2 separate regions of the Zea mays genome follow, and region 2 is linked to region 1. Evidence: chromatin contacts called from public Hi-C data. All regions are on one chromosome and are shown on one strand. The core of a region is the stretch at or near the end of the contact, and the rest is flanking DNA. Distances in the headings are between cores, read along the strand shown.

The links. Hi-C and Micro-C count contacts between places; a contact is called where the count stands out from the background.
Region 2: a contact with region 1 is called in a Hi-C map of endosperm, with 2.4 times the contacts expected there. The contact joins the promoter of LOC103647502 here to the promoter of LOC100272439 in region 1. A contact is called at or near these places in 2 of 25 Hi-C or Micro-C datasets (ear and endosperm).

What each region holds. Positions count from the first base shown.
Region 1 is chr2:192,297,957-192,300,656 of Zm-B73-REFERENCE-NAM-5.0, forward strand. LOC100272439 (carbonic anhydrase) reads right to left here and starts at 1,339. Exons shown (of 9, transcript NM_001359716.1): 1 at 1,034-1,339; 2 at 883-935; 3 at 1-95. The coding sequence starts at 1,129.
Region 2 is chr2:192,623,671-192,626,411 of Zm-B73-REFERENCE-NAM-5.0, forward strand. It overlaps LOC103647502 (cyclin-D4-1), which reads left to right and starts at 1,283. Exons shown (of 6, transcript XM_008672035.2): 1 at 1,283-1,746; 2 at 1,856-1,942; 3 at 2,090-2,188; 4 at 2,294-2,495; 5 at 2,601-2,716. The coding sequence starts at 1,453.

The DNA of each region.
Region 1 (2,700 bases), core at 89-2,588:
CTACCTCATCTATTGTATCATGTTGAAAATCCAAAAGTTGTCGGGTCAAGCCAGTGTGGTCTCTGGAGGCCATTGTGACAGATAATAACTCTCTCCTGCAGAAGACGATCTTATTAAATAATTTTCTGCCCAAACATATTAAGAACTGGGTGGATTGGAGGCCAGGGTGATCTCTGAAGGATCACAACGATGTTTTTGTGGTACAAGAAAATGCAAAATCCTGGCTGGCAAAATTCATGTGAGTTTATGTAATGTCCGGAGATCACAACACTATATAGGTCTACAGATAATTGGTGTAAATTGGATGCGACCCCCCCCCCCCCCCCCCCAAAAAAAAAAACTTATCTGAAAACCACTAATTAGCTGATAATAATAAATATAGAGTTATCTGAAAGCGATGTTTTAGGATAGGCTTAAATTGGAACCGTTCGTGAGTACATTAAAGCACTTACAATATGTCAATCCACACAGAGGAAAACAAATATATCCATCTACCATTAGTGTTTCCATCCGACAACAGTGTACTACAGGCTACTGCAAATTCAAATCGCAAGAAAGTGGAACGTTGATCTAAACTGTTGAACCAAGTAGTTGACTAAGCTAAACGGCCCCCAGAAATACAAATTCTCAAATCTCAATTTGGATCTCATTTCTTGCGCTGCAGAATTCACCAAGCTAAGGTACATAGTAAGCCACCGAGGAGGCAATTGGAGTTATTGCACGGAGAAGCTAGATAAGTAGTTTAGATACTCAAGGAACCAGGGGAGGTTGCGCCGGACACGATGGAAGCAAGGGAATCGTGAAGACAGACAGTTGCGCGACCTGATCGCTGATCCAAACTTAGAAGCTGCAGAAATTACAGAGGAGATCGACTCGACTCACCGGCTAGATCCTCCCAGCCGCAGAGCAACACCGCGCGTCCCCGAATCACCGATCTGCGGCACCCGAGAAAACCCAGAGATAAGCAAAGAGGGAGTCCCAGCGAGTCGGAAACCCCAAGAGACGGCGAAAGCGAGCGCGGATAGAAGCTCACCATAACCGCGCCGTGGCCCCTGCCGGAGTCGGGGGTTGGCGCGGCGGCAGGGCGGAGACATCGGGAGGCGGAGCGGTGGAGGACGCCGCTAGCCATGTGAGCACGGGGCAGGGCGTCGTGGTGTCCGGGCCTGGGGCATTCGAGGAAGGGGAGCTTGGTGCGGCAATGGCCGGGGGTGCCTCCTTTTAGGGGAGGTGAGCAGCGGACAGACAGCAAGGCGGAGGAGACGGGGACGACGGCGATGGGGCGGAGGAGTCGAGGTCGAGGTGGCGGTGGCGGTGGTTTTATTGTTTTAATCTGTTTTCGTGCAAAGTGATTAGTTACCGTGATTGGACTGTTTGGGGCTGAAATTTCATTGACGCTCCAGTGTGGGTGTGGGCCGGGGCGACCGACCCGCGCGAGAGTCGTGCCGTCGGATTGGATGTGCGGTGGAGCGACCCTCACCGTTCAATTCCCTACTTGTTGGAGCGGTTGCAGTGGGTGGGACACCTGGCAGGCAGGACCGTATTTATTAGGCCCGCAATGATCAATGAATGGTCTACAAACGTCCATACGGATACGGTAGAGTGATTGGAGTTGCCTGTGTCCAATCCATACGCATGTGTCGTTTTACGACGCACGACGACGTATCATGATTAGAAGAAGAATACTCCAGACGTCCTGCTGGTAGTTTTTGAGGAAAAAAATAGAAAAAGAATGCAGACCCGCCATTGAATAATGAGCGTGATCGACGGAAACGAAGATGACCGCAGCGGGGACAGGAAAAACAAGAAACACACACACACGAGGTATTCGCGCGAGCAGAGAAGTGCTCGAATGCACGCTTTTACTACTATATCTATCCATGGCTCCATGCTCACCGATGCTCTCCACGCCGAGACAGCCGCCGCTCGTCGGGGCGCGGCGTGCGGGGCGGCGGGAGGAGCTCATCCTTCCGGGCGGCCGCGTGCCGCTCGCCGCCGTCGTCTGACTCTGAGGACGGGCACAGTCGCCGCGCCGCCGCGGAAGCCGAGGACGCGCGCGTCGTCGAAGCAGCGGCGAGGCGGAGCAGTGCCGTGCGCGGCATGGCCTGGAGAATGGACGGGCGGTTGTGGTGGATCACTGGATTCTGGACGGCCACGTGCTCCTCTCCCAACCTCCATGACAGCACCGCGCTTTGCGATTGGCTCTATAGAAGAGAGAGAGAGAAGACAACTGCTCCACCTCCAGATATGACACGGACAATGAGTGGCAGGCCTATCCTCTTCGCCGACTGCGCACGACACTTCGAACCCGTCACCGGCACGGAAGTGAGCACCGGAAACAGGGCCACAAAATTGAGCAGAAAGACGTCCGCGTCGCGTCGCGGCACCCTCGTGTCCGCATGCGCGCTTTAATTTGATTAAAGAAATTTGGCTCTTAAAATATAAAATATAGTAAGATAACTGAACATTTAGGTAGTGTTTGGTTTGGTGTCAACGAGGGATGGGACGGGATCAACCTTGGGCTGATCCCGTCCCTTATTTTTTGAGGGATGACCTCATCCACCATTTTTGAAGAATATTCCTTGACCCTGACTCTGGACCTCCAAACCAAACGCGGGTCAAGTTAGAATGATCTCATCCCATCCCTCTTCATCCTTCCTCGTCCCTCCATCCAAACACTACCTTAACTATTTTAGTTTCGTT
Region 2 (2,741 bases), core at 33-2,532, 330 kb after region 1:
AATGATTATGTCTCAACTTAGACAACAATTATCACTCACATCACCACTTAGTGTCAGCCCCACCGTCTCTTATTGGCTGCAGTCGAGAAGACCTCAACACAAAGGGAATAGGCCAGCAACGCGTAACAATGATCCTCTGTCATGGAAAAGAGTATGTTGAACAAGCTCTACAATGCTAACTAGAGAATGTCCCGATCAAAATTGTCTGAGCAAAAGTTGTTGGGTCGCTCTGCCACTGATATGAACGATGACATGAAAAGGGCCCACAAGTTGATCTTAAAAAGTGACCAAGCAATTAAAATAGACGAGGAAGAAGATGCGAAAGAAGTGGAAGAGAAAAACAATGAGAAGAGTAGTGTATCTATTTTTTTTATAAATGATGTAATTTATATTTCTTAAGTTTGTATTTTCATGAATTATGTTTTTTCTTAATTATGTACTCTGATGATTTTTTTACTTTAATAAAACATCATGAATTTTAAATAGAAGTACATAAAAAAAAACTAATGTAGCGTTGAGGTGATTCTAAGCTGATGGCAAAGACTATACACTATAGCGCTATGGTAGATAAGGACCGACAATGGTCGATAATGTGATTGATAGTTGATGTGGCAGTTGGTAAGGCCGGTTCAGTGGTATTGCCCACTCAATTTGTTATCGTTAGGTCTATGTCATTGTCACGTCAATGGTCGTTTACACTACGGTTATAACTTATCGCTAACCAACAATCACATCAGCCGTCACCGTCAGCAGAAATAACCATTTTGTATCCTCTATTTCAAATACATAAAATAATATTGAATTTAAAACACTCATCCACAGTTTAGCCACGCAGTATAAATTTGTTCCTTTTTTGGCCGGAAATCGTCCACAGGTGTGAATTCAGTACTGGTAGCAGTAGTACTGAGTGAATATGACTATATATATATGTGTACATTATTCCTTTTCAAACTTCAACGTTGGTAATAAGGTAACCACTTATTATTACCTGAGTGGCTGGGTCAAAAAGCCGAAATGGCACAAAGAACGCTGAAAGTCCATGCCGTAAAAGCTCTAAAAAGTAGAGCGTCTCAAAGTACAGACTAGAAAAGAAAAGAAAAATAACAGAAGGAAAGCGAGCATCCATTTCTCTAATCACAGCCTCATCCTTCCTTCCCGCTGCCCTTGTCCAAGCTTTCGCGTACTAATCGCGTCCTCGTCAATGCTTGCCGAAAATGCCCCCGCCTACTCTGCACGCCGGTTCATACAAAAGGGGCCTCACGTCACGGCACACAGCACGCAGCACATCGCTCACTCCGTCACTCGCTCCTCCTCCACTCCTCGCCTTCCTCGGTCGCATCAAGAACACGAGCAGGAAGGAGAAGAGGAGGAGTCCTATCAGAGCCAGACAGCCAATCAGTATCTGTACCATTACCGTTCGGGCACCAGATTACCAAAATCCTGCAGAGGGGAATGGCGCCGAGCAGCTACGAGATGGCGGCTTCCACCCTGCTGTGCGGCGAGGACAGCAGCAGCATCCTGGACCTCGAAGCGGGGGGCCAGGAGGAGGAGGAGGAGGTGCTGCTGGCGCGGAGCAGGACGCGCGGGGAGCCCAGCGTGGTCTTCCCCGTGCCGTCCGAGGAATGCGTCGCCGGTTTCGTGGAGGCGGAGGCGGCGCACATGCCGCGGGAGGACTACGCCGAGAGGCTGCGCGGCGGGGGCACGGATCTCCGCGTCCGGACGGACGCCATCGACTGGATTTGGAAGGTGAGGTGCTGCTCTCCTCGGTCAATGCAGTCTTCGCTGATCTCTCGAGTCCTTGTGCCCGTCCATCCGGATTCCGGGCTATGAATCTGACAGTTTCGCCTCTCGACAGGTTCACGCGTACTACGGTTTCGGCCCTCTCACCGCCTGCTTGGCCGTCAACTACCTGGACCGCTTCCTCTCGCTCTACCAGCTTCCGGTAAGAATCGTCAAAGCCTACGAAGTGATGGTGGAGTGGCACTGTTTACTTCTTGGTGCTTGGAACAAAAATGGCGTTCAGAAATCAGAGCGTATGTTCCAGTGTTCTTAGTGCCGGTAATGACGCCTGTCTCGATCACCGTTTCAGGAAGGCAAGTCTTGGACGACGCAGCTGCTGTCCGTGGCGTGCTTGTCCCTGGCTGCCAAGATGGAGGAGACCTACGTTCCTCCGTCTCTGGACCTGCAGGTGAGAGAGCAATGCGTAGGGGACGCACACACCACACGTTCCAGTGGGCCGCCCCTGAGACCTTGTTCCTGATCGCTGCTGTTGTTGGGTCCTGTCGGCCAGCAGGTCGGGGACGCGCGGTACGTGTTCGAGGCGAAGACGGTGCAGAGGATGGAGCTGCTGGTCCTCAGCACGCTCAGATGGAGGATGCGAGCGGTCACCCCCTTCTCGTACATCGACTACTTCCTCCACCGGCTCAAAGACGGCGGTGCGCCGAGCAGACGCGCCGTCCTCCGATCCGCGGAGCTCATCCTGCGCGTCGCGAGAGGTGAAAATCCTCACCCGGTGCAGCTCTCTCTCTCTCTCATAGACAACCATTGGCGCATTTCGATCGATTGACCCGACGTCGCTGTTACGGACGGACGCATGGCAGGAACGTGCTGCCTGGGTTTCAGGCCCTCGGAGGTCGCCGCGGCTGTCGCCGCCGCCGTGGCCGGCGAGGAGCACGCCGTGGATATCGACAAGGCTTGCACCCACCGCGTGCACGAGGTACGGCGTGTGCCTGTCCCCGGCC